Regions from separate parts of the Mus musculus genome. Here region 1 is linked to region 2. The links are chromatin contacts, called in public Hi-C maps. All regions are on one chromosome and are shown on one strand. The core of a region is the stretch at or near the end of the contact, and the rest is flanking DNA. Distances in the headings are between cores, read along the strand shown.

Region 1 (5,464 bases), core at 2,193-4,692, 150 kb after region 2:
TTTTGTCAAGTCACACTGCAGAATTTAAATGTCTGGCAAGTAAATTTCATTTTTATGGCATACCAATTCACTCTGAGCCAGAAGGTCTGTGTAAATACCCTTACATTTCTGTTACACCTTCCTACTGCTTTCATACTTTCTACTTGGCTCCATCTTGATTTTATTAGCTACACTTTCTTTGATGCTACATATTAAACACTTAACTAATTCTCCCTGTTTGATTAGTGTCTGCAAATCTTTGGCAAGCATACTTACTGTCATTTAAGATCTAGATCTACAGGCCTTTATAACAGCAGAGTTTACACACAGTATATATAATCTCAATCAAACTCAACAGCAAACTATGTCACCGACTAGCAAATAAACCAAGACAGAAGCAACACCCTTAGTAATAGGTTGATTTCTACAAATTCTCAGGAAAAAAGAACAAGTGACTAATAATGAAAAAAGAAACAAACAATAATCAGGTGACAGAAAATGAAAGACTAAGTTACCCTTTGCATTTGCATGTGGGAGAAAAGATCTGAGACCTCAATTAAGAAAATAATGAGCAGGGCGGTGGTGGCACACGCCTTTAATCCCAGCACTCGGGAGGCAGAGGTAGGCAGATTTCTGAGTTCGAGGCCAGCCTGGTCTACACAGCAAATTCCAGGACAGCCAGAACTACAAAACATCTGAGCCTACCCTCAGTAGCAGATGAGAAATTTACATCTCATATGTTTTTCACTGTAAAATCAAGTAACAAACCCTTTCTCAAAAAAACTTAGGAAGGAAGGAAGGAAGGAAGGAAAGAAGGGAGAGAGGGAGGGAAGGAGGGAAGAAGAAGATTTAACTACACAATGACTCAGTAGTTAAGAGCACTTGTTCTTTCAGAGGATCCAGTTTTGATTCTGGCACTCACATAATGTCTCACAACCATCTGTAATTCCCAGGGGATCCTATGCCTCTTCTGGCCTTCACAGGCACTGGGCATGCAAATGGTACACAGACATACAACCAAACAAGAACACTCACACACAAAATATAATTAAATAAAATTTTAAAAATATTAACTACATCTATCTTTTCTTTGGCACACGGATATTCATGGAAGCATTATTACTAGTAACAGAAGTATTGCCATTTGTTAGCTTATTAGTAAGAACTTATATTTTGTTCATGGTTGTTGATTTTCCAGATACAGTCAGGGTCAGGAGCAATAATTCAATCTCCAAGGAAAAGTAGGAAATATTATACAGGGTAGTGAATGACTTAAACTCAAACTCAAAGCATGGTTGCTGGTCCATAACATTAGGATCTAATGGGAATGTGATAGAAATACAAATTCTTAAGGCCCATTCCAAACTCAAGAAACCCTGAATTTGAGTTTTTAACACTGGAGTTCACAGAGTACTGTTTGAGAGACTTCTAGAAATTATTTTCTCTTCAATTATATTGAAATCACTTTCTAAGCAGAAAACTATTTTGCCCTCCATTGCCTGCATTAAATGCTATTAGCTATGATAAGTACAGATGAGACAAACATTTTACAAACATATGGTGATATGAGGCTGCTGCAAAGCCAGCATGGAGCTGGGACAAGAATAAAAGGCAAAATACAATATCTAAATCTTATACATTACACTAGTTCTGAATTACCTGTCTTCTTGCATCTGTCTTATGAGATCACTAATTCTTCACTGATTCAATCAATAACTGAATTTAGTTTGCTGTGGCCGTTTACTACTGAGTTTGTCCTAAGTGGTACACTCCTACTGATGGAATTCAATAGAACAGCATAATACAGTATACAGCTGTTTAAAAAGACAATTTGTCAGTAGTAATCTATCTTAATTAAAACAAAATAAAAGAAAAACAACAACAAAAACCCAACAACCCTCAAAAGGTCAAAGTGTTTGAGTAAGTGGGCTTCTGAGGGTTTTTTTTTTTTAAAGGTAAAATATAATACAGATGTGTGTATGTATATAAAATATATGGAAGATACAAATACTGGTTTAAAATTGTGTTGTGAATCAGAGATTAAAGGAAGGTGTTGCCAGGCAGTGGTGGTGCTCACCTTTAATCCTATCACTTGGGAAACAGAGGCAGGGGGATTTCTGAGTTCAAGGCCAGGCTCGTCTACAGAGTGAGTTCCAGGACAGCCAGGATTACACAGAAAAACCCTGTCCTGAAAAAACAAAAACAAAAACAAAAACAAAACAGGAAGGTGTCATTTCTGAATGGTTTCAAAATTTTGGTATACCTACTCAAATCAAAGTTAGAAGTAAAAAAAAAAAAAAAGAATAAGCAGCATGATGGCTTAGCACGTAGAGGTACTTGCCAATAAGCCTAATGACCTGAGTTTAATACCCAGAACTCACATGGTAAAAGGAAAGAACCAACTCCTGCAGGCTGTCTTTTGCCCTCCAGACAGATGCACATGCTCTACTCCAGACTTAGTTAAAGAAAGTGTAGTTTAAGAAAACATTCACACCAGGGGGTTGGAGAAAGGCAACAGTTAGGAGCATTTGCTGCTTTCCCAGGGACCCAAGTTTAGTCCCCAATACTCACATTAGGTGGCTCACAACTGTTCATAACTCTAGCTCCAGAGGACTGGATAAGACACTGTCTTCTGGACTTTGAGGATACCCATACAGAGACACAGACATACACATATAAATTTATTAGTATCATTTTAAATTTATATCTCAAAACCATTTTGGGGACTAGGGATGTAGAGCAGATGAGAGAGTACATGTCTTTCTTGCATGCACAAAGTTCTGGGTTCCTTCCCTAGCACCACTAAGCCATGTGTGGTGGGGCAGGCCTGTAATCCCATACTAGGGAAGTAGAGGCAGGAGTTCAGGATTTCAAAGTCATCCTCTACTATATGGGGAGTTTGAGCCCAGCCAGGATGACATGAGATATCTTGTCTTAAAAAAAATTCAAAACAAAACAAAAGTCAAACAAAGGGCTCAGTGGTTAAGAGCATCGGCTGCTTTTGCAGAGGACTTGGGTCTGGTTCCTAATACTCACAGGGTGGTTCATAAGACTCTGTTACTCCAGTTCCAGCGGAGCTGCTGCCCTTTTCAAACCAGGGGGCTGAAGAAATGACACAGCAGTTAAAAGTACTTGCTTTCTCAGGGGACCCAAGGTGACTTCTGTGGGGAATAGGCATCTCTATATATAAAATAATTGTATTAAAAAATTAAACAAAACCACTTTAGGAATTATATTATGCATTACAAAGACCTGTCAAGGAGATTCTTAAATATTATTGTCTAAATACCATCATCTGGCATACTGTCTTGACTATAATGTCTTGCTGCTGATTTGAAATGCCACAAGATCACTCTCATCAACTGCCAATGCACAGAAGAATCTTAAACAGGAGAGAATAAACTTTGGTGATCTTAATCTCCCTGCACAATCACGTCTGTCAGGAAGCTGCTCAATTGCTTCCTGTTTTCCCCACAATGTCTGTAAAAGGAACTTAAAACAACCCTCCCTGGGCTTTCTGAAACCCACTGCATTATGACAGTACTAGCCAAAGTTTACAAACGAGTTTTGGCCTCAATCTGCTACTGCATATCCACTAGAACATAAACTCTAATAAGACACAAATTTTTACACATTAGATCTTAAAAACCTAGAACAGAACCACCAGATATTAGAGTACTCAACAGTACCTTTAAATAAATAAATGAAGAAAAAGTAGTCTTCCATAGAGGCTTATACCAAGTTGGATCTAGCCACCCCTGTCCACTCTCCTTATCTGACTAAAGGAGCCACATACACTGGATACTTGAGAATAAACAGGAATTACACAAAAAACTTTCCTAAGCCCCTTTGAAAAATCAAGACTAGAATTTCATGTGTCATTCCAGCCAGCCTATAACCTAGGGAGAAAGGACTGCTGACAGCCAACAGCCTCCTAGCCAATTCTTGGTTCTATTATTTTTCACAATACTTGCCAAATCAATATAAAACTCAGGTTCCATTTCCAGCACCCACATCATAGCTGAAAATCATCTATAATGTCCCAGGTGAATCCAATGCCCTCTTTTGGCCACCATGGACACTGCACACCTGTGACATGCAGATGAAACACCCATACACTAATAAATAAAATAAAATAAAATAAAATAAAATAAAAATTCAGTTAACAAGGAGGAGAATGTGGTTAAGAGTTAGGGACATTGGGCCCTTCTGTTTGCTTTAATAGAGTCACAGGCTCTAGTATTTTTATACATAGAAATACTTAGTGACAACATGGTGTCAAAGACTTTGCATGCTGCATCAACTCCTTTCTCCATCATCTGAGAGAGTCTGGGAGTGACAACTTTCCAGGAGCAAATAAGCACACCCAACAACCACACCATGGCTTCTAGGATTTATAGGACTGGACTAGAAAACCTACAGGCTGAGTCTTGGACATCTCACACTGTAGGAAAATGAGAAATGAAACACATATATACAACAGTGGGACATGTAAAGAAGCTGAGCAAAAGAGCTCCTGGAGCTTGAACAGTCTGACAAACAAAAATAAGTGAACTTTTCACTCCTAAGTGACCTGGGCATACTGACTTTTTCCCAGGCAGGTAATACAGATTAACATCAACACTGAATTGCTACAGTCTTGACAGCTGGTAAGAATAATATTCTAGGTGTTTGGAAAGATGACTACGTGGTTAAGAGCACTTAGTAGAAGACTCACATCCAACTGCCTGTAACTCTCGCTTCAGAGAATCTGATGCCTACTTCTGGCCTCCACAGGTAAATGCACTCAAATGGACATACCCAAACCCAAACACATACACATACACAAGTTTTTCTAAAAAATTATGTTTAACCTCTGTGATCTTCCTTCCAAAGCCACATTACACACCTGTCTAACTATGACAGAAACAGACAAACCCTAATTGAAAGGCATGCTACAAAAACATCTGAGCAGTCATTTCAAAAGTATAAGAAATGACTGGGAAATTATCCCAAGCAAAAGAAGAGGGGAGATGGAAAAACTACTGAGTGTAATGAGGTATCCTTGGTGGGATCTAGGGATTGGAAAGGGGCATTAGGAAAAGGGCTGGAAAGAGAGAATTTAATAATAATCTATTAATATTGATTCATTAAATGTAACAAAAGCACATTAATGTAAGATGCTGAGGCCGGGCGTGGTGGTGCACGCCTTTAATCCCAGCACTCAGGAGGCAGAGGCAGGCGGATTTCTGAGTTCGAGGCCTGCCTGGTCTACAAAGTGAGTGCTAGGACAGCCAGGGCTACACAGAGAAACCCTGTCTCAAAAAAAACCAAAAAAAAAAAACAAAAAAACAAAAAACAAAAACAAGATGCTGATAAAAGAGAAAACAGTACAAGAGAGTCAAGAATTCTCAGTTCTAGCTTCATAATACTTCTGGAAATCCAATAGTACCCTTAAAATAAGTTTAATTTTAAAGAATTAAAAAAAAAAAACACTTTGTGATGG
Region 2 (5,238 bases), core at 827-3,326:
AATGCCTAGGCTGGGAACTTCAATCTAAAGCTTTTTTGGGTGTGGCTCAAAAATCTGGAGTCACCTGGTGAGCCCGTGGGGCTTTTTTGGTTAGACAAGAGGTCAGTAGAACAGATGTCTGGTAAGGTTTGTGGAGCAAGTTCTGAGACACACGAACTGACACAAATAGGCAGGCAATCTTGGGAGCAAACTCCTGTACCATTTCCCAAATGCATTTGGGACACACAGGTAGACTCTGACAAGGTTTGACCAGAATTGGGAGTCACAGCTGAGTATGGAATATGAAATGCGGGAATGTGAACAATTGCAGCCTCTGCTGGGGAAATGGATAATTTGGTATATGTCTTATGACTTCACTGTGCTCAAGTACATGAGGAGGCTAGGCAACAGTGAACTACTAACCCTAGCACTTGCACAACTGAAGAAGGACAACTGAAAATTTCAGCCAGGCTAGTCTACCTAGTGAGACCTTGTCTCAAAAAGGAGAGCAGAGCACAATATTAGTCCCTTAAGAATTTAAACAGTTAATTTTTCTTAATACAAAGATAAGAGGTGCCCAAAGAGCATTGGAAATGAAATCTACATAGGGATTCTGGCAATTTGGATATCAGGCAATGCCAACTGTGTAGCAATTCGGACACACTTGGAAAAAAACACAGTTGTTTATTGAACACCTAGCGTGGTGATGCGTGTGGTATTGATGGTAACTGGTTTTGGGGTCTCAAATATGCTAAGCATGTATTCTACCATTCATCTACACCCTCAACACTGAGTTCTACTTAAATCAAGCACCCTACTAAGATGTTTCCATGTACATGGTCCCCCCTTCCCCTTTCCATTCCATTTAATAATGGTTATGACACTTTTAAATAAATATCACCTTGCATAGGCAGAGAAACTGACGCTCAAATGAATTGTATGATCTACTCAAGGCCATGTAATTTAGAAGTATCAGAACTGGCAAGCTTGTCCAGATCTGATGATTTAATTAATAGGTATTATTAATTTCTTTTTTCTTTCCATACTCCTCCTCTATAACTCTTTAATGACTAAGCTAGGAAGAACACACCTGGGAATCTCTTTGTACACAGCAGGTCTTACCTTTTATAAGAATATCTCTGAACTAGGACCCTCCTCTACATACACACTTTTAAAGCAAAAGGCTAACCCGATTCCAATAATCTTGGCTTCTATTTCAAAGTTATTGTTTAAGTACAGCCCACAACTCTAGAGATGCTGATCAATTTTCAGTTGATTAACAGTTGAAAGGGGGTTAAAACAACTACATGTGAACATATCCAATGACAGTAAAACCATGCTTAAACCACCACTTACATTGTTATGTTGAAATACTGATCACACTGTGAACCCTGAGATTGTGTTATTTACTCGAAAAACCTGTTTCCAGTTGTGTTGTGACTCAGTCTTAGCATCCACCTTTATCCCTCTGGCTGGAATACAGACATGCCTTTAGTATACACCTTTAATCCCACATAATGAAGGTAAAGTTAGTTTGTAGAAGGAAACACTCATGTTTTTTAAGTGATATCTAATTGAGTGGCAGACAAAGTGACAAATCGGTGAAAGATTTGATAGAATAGGGTATGCCCAACTCTCACGAGAAGTGAGAGGTAAGAGAGACAATGTAAGAGGAAACAGTGCAGAAGAGAAAGAGAAGGGAACGTTTTACAGACAGGTTGAAAAGTGAACAAGCTAGACACTGGTGAAAAGAGAATGAGCCAGAGAATGAGGAGGGGCCAGAAGATTAGAACAGATTGTCAGTTAGTATGAGGCCAAGCAGAGCAATTTAGTCAGTGCCTGAGAGAGAAGTTAGATTGAATTCATCAGTTTGGAGAGGAGCTGGAGCCAGAACAGCTAGCTGAGCTGAACCTGACAGAAAGAGCTTGAAAGGGTGAGCTTATTCAGTAGCAAGTCTCAGAGGCTGAAAACATTCAAAGCCTAGATTACATTGTACAGAGGCTAAAAGATTTCAGGACTAGGTCCAGGTTAGCTGATTGAGGAGGCAGTAAACCTCAGAGATGACAATGACATCAGGCGAATAAAAGTTACATAACATAGTGTAGGAGAGCCTGGCCTGACTGGGTCAGCCACGTTACTCAATGCTCTACTGCATGTGATGCTGCTTCTCCCTCTCCCTTTGCCCTTGTGACTCAGTGTGGTATAGAATATCCTTGGCCTTAATACCAATAGTCTCAGAAGCTGGTTCCAAAGCATAGTAATCCCCTCAAAATAGAAGCTTTTTAAATTGCACTACTGCTCATCAACACCTCTGCCCACTCTATACAACTGCTCATACCAGCAGCAAACACAGCCAGGAGTTCTACAGGAGAGCTTTCTATCCTTCATACTGTCAGTGCATTTGCTATAGCTGAGCCTAACCTTCACCAGTCTGCTAACCAATATACTGACTCGGGGAACAAGCCTAGACCTCTCAGTTGCTACTGGTAACTACGTGCATGTGAAGCGATTTCCTGGGTGACATGGTGAAACCATTTGTCTTTTCTGGCCTCAGTGCATGCATGTGTCATCAGGTTCAACCACATACAGAAGCCCCTTCTCTGAGTAGCGCTTTGAATCCAGGAGCCACTAGCAAACCTATACTAAAACTTTAGAGAGATGACAAAGGGAACTGGGTAAGGAAATATGAAGTCCACAGGGCTCTCATCACTTAAAACTTTATTAAACCTCATTCCTTTCTCCTCACGGATCTCACTCATAATTTAAAGTCCTATATAGGGGTTGGAGAGATGGCTCAGTGGTTAAGAACGTTGACTACTCTTCCAAAGGACCAGAGTTCAATTCCCAGCACCCATATGGCACATCACAATTGTCTGTAAGTCCAGTTCCAGAAGAGCTGACCCCCCCCAAAAAAAAAACCCAGATATGCAAGCAAAATACCAATGCACATGAAAAATATGTAAAAAAAAAAGAGGTCTGGTGCAAAGCTTATAAAGACTCACAACTAATTCCTTTCAAAGGGTGAAGCAGAGCCCAGATGTAGGCTTTGCTATCATGGCTGCCCAGCCTGTCAGGCACAAGTGTGTGGGTGAGACAGAGGCACCGGAATATCTGATTACTGGCAGAGTTAAGCAAACTATCTCCAGTTCACAGGGGCAGAACACAGTGGAAGCGTGGAAGCAAGTGGTGGCACTGATGAGAATGGCTCTGAAGGGGAAGAGGGCTCCAGGGTCTCAAGGAGATTTCACTACCTACACTGTTATATTAGTTTTGGTTGTATTAGCTTTCACAGAATTCTATAATATACTCAAAATAGCGACTCACCTTTAAATAAACACACACACACTCTAACCTGGGAAAGCCTGCTAGCATCCAGAGCAGTCATCAGTGCGTCTCAAAATTACAACGGTCATTCAATCACAGATAGCAGGGTTGAGATTGAAAAACAACGTGTGCTGTTATAGAACACTGGATTTTAGGTGAGATAAAGTCTTGGCTTTGCTGTTGACCTTCAGCAAATTAAAAAACAAACAAACAAACAAACAAACCAACCAACCACACTGGTCTAGTGAGGTGGTACATGCCTTTATTTATTCCCAGCAACTTGAGAGGCAGAGGCAAGTAGATCTATGAGTTCGAGCCAGCCCAGTACACACAGAGTGAGTTTAAGGACAGCTAGAGCTATACAAAGAAACTCTGTATTGAAAAGCCAGACAGCCAACTCACCAAACAAAAAACCTCCCCACATTGGATCTCAATTTTGTTGACTGTAAAATGGGATAACACAGCCTACCTGCAAGTTGCTGGGAGGGTTAGTGAATGTGCATCACAGCAGTTCAGCAAATTCTAAAAGTGATAGTTTTATCAACTCTACCTCTACCACCACTGCCACCACCTCCTTCTTCTTCCTCCTCCTCCTCCCCATTACCATCCAAGCTAAAACACTGGTTGCTGACCTGCTTAGGTGCTGGTAGGATAAAGCACAGAAACACAAAAGACAATGCAGCAGCCATGTCCAAGTTAATTAATTCTTGGTCATATAGTTCACCCATCACCTGTACTTTCTTCCTAGACAATCCAAGCTTGCAACAAAGTAGAAATAAATATATGGGCTGGGGTGTAGCTTAATGGTAGACTACTTATCTAGCATGTACAAGACCAAAGGGGGTACAAAACAAATTAGGGGCTGCTGCAGGCAGCTCCCTAATAGTGTAGCATGGAACAGGTAGGGAATGGAGAGAAACTATGTAAAGAAGACAAGCTAGAACACAAACACACAAACAAAAGGCTGCCAGCATTTTCTGCAGACATGTATAACCACATAAGCCCTGTCAGCCCAGAGCACTCCTGGCTGCACTGCTTCTCTTCTCAGCTATCATCACTCAGCTGGGTTATTTTGTCAAGTGTTACTAGAAAATGTCTCCAAAAATGCTTAAAATTGGAAAAGTTTTGGTGTCTAAAACAGGTTTTCATTCATGAGAAGAGTGTCATTTCTGTGAAACTGTTAAAAGATGAACAATGCTAAACAAATATATTTGCTGTAATGGAGACATACAAAGAAGGCCAATCTTTTTACTGCTGTTTTTAGGCAATTGTCAGTGTGAGTGTGTCTGTGTGTATAAATATGTAAATGGAGTCTCATATTGTGGCTTTTTCAAATGGAGCCTTCAGGATTTTGTTATAAGGAAAAATCATTGTGAGGCTGAGAGGAGAGCAGAGGGAGACTACACATCCAACAGGGTTCAGGCTTCTTTACTTTCTATTCCTTGAAACCTGGCTACTCCAGAGATCCCAAAGTACAACAAAGGGAGAATGCTACTCATGTGCACGAGGGGCTGAGACACAATCCTAAGGCACTGAGAGGAGATGACAGACCCATCTCGGACTTAATCTAATAGACAAACAAAGGCAGACTTTTCCAGATGTGTTGCTCTCCTTTTCTCACAGTGGTCAATATCTAACTTGAAAAAAAATAATCTCTAAATGAATTTTAAGTCCTAGAGGAATTTAATAACAGGAATAATAATTAATTTTTTAAATAATGGACAGAGGTCCTCTGGAGGGTGGGTCTGGGGCTCAGCAGCAGTGGCTACCTGACATCACTGCAGCATTGGGGGCCAGCACTGGCTTGCAAGCTTCACACACTATTTCATTTCAGTGTTGTAGCAATTTTTTGCAGGGCCTTTGCTACTGTTATGATATAGGCAGGAAGCCCTTACACAGATGTTAATCTTTTTTTCACAGCTAGTAACAGAAATG

Evidence for each region. A called contact is a pair of places that touch in the nucleus more often than the background predicts.
Region 1: a contact with region 2 is called in a Hi-C map of bone marrow-derived macrophages, with 28 read pairs. The contact joins two enhancer-like sites. A contact is called at or near these places in 10 of 39 promoter capture datasets (the 3T3-L1 cell line, the C10 cell line, the HPC-7 cell line and 6 more), 2 of 484 Hi-C or Micro-C datasets (bone marrow-derived macrophages and nephron progenitors), 9 of 115 datasets of contacts at active chromatin or transcription factors (the 230-238 cell line, the SCID.adh cell line, embryonic basal ganglia and 6 more) and 4 of 9 other capture datasets (adipose tissue, liver, macrophages and 1 more).

What each region holds. Positions count from the first base shown.
Region 1 is chr6:116,183,244-116,188,707 of GRCm38.p6, forward strand. All of the region lies in intron 1 of Tmcc1 (transmembrane and coiled coil domains 1), which reads right to left. Among named protein-coding and RNA genes, the nearest start is that of Tmcc1, 7.4 kb to the right of the region's middle. Within about 2 kb of position 3,443, at least 16 of the 459 cell types and tissues checked have an H3K27ac peak or open chromatin away from gene starts, as enhancers often do. A contact at or near this core is called in bone marrow-derived macrophages, where this site is marked.
Region 2 is chr6:116,035,340-116,040,577 of GRCm38.p6, forward strand. All of the region lies in intron 4 of Tmcc1 (transmembrane and coiled coil domains 1), which reads right to left. Among named protein-coding and RNA genes, the nearest start is that of Plxnd1, 43 kb to the left of the region's middle. Within about 2 kb of position 2,077, at least 37 of the 459 cell types and tissues checked have an H3K27ac peak or open chromatin away from gene starts, as enhancers often do. A contact at or near this core is called in bone marrow-derived macrophages, where this site is marked.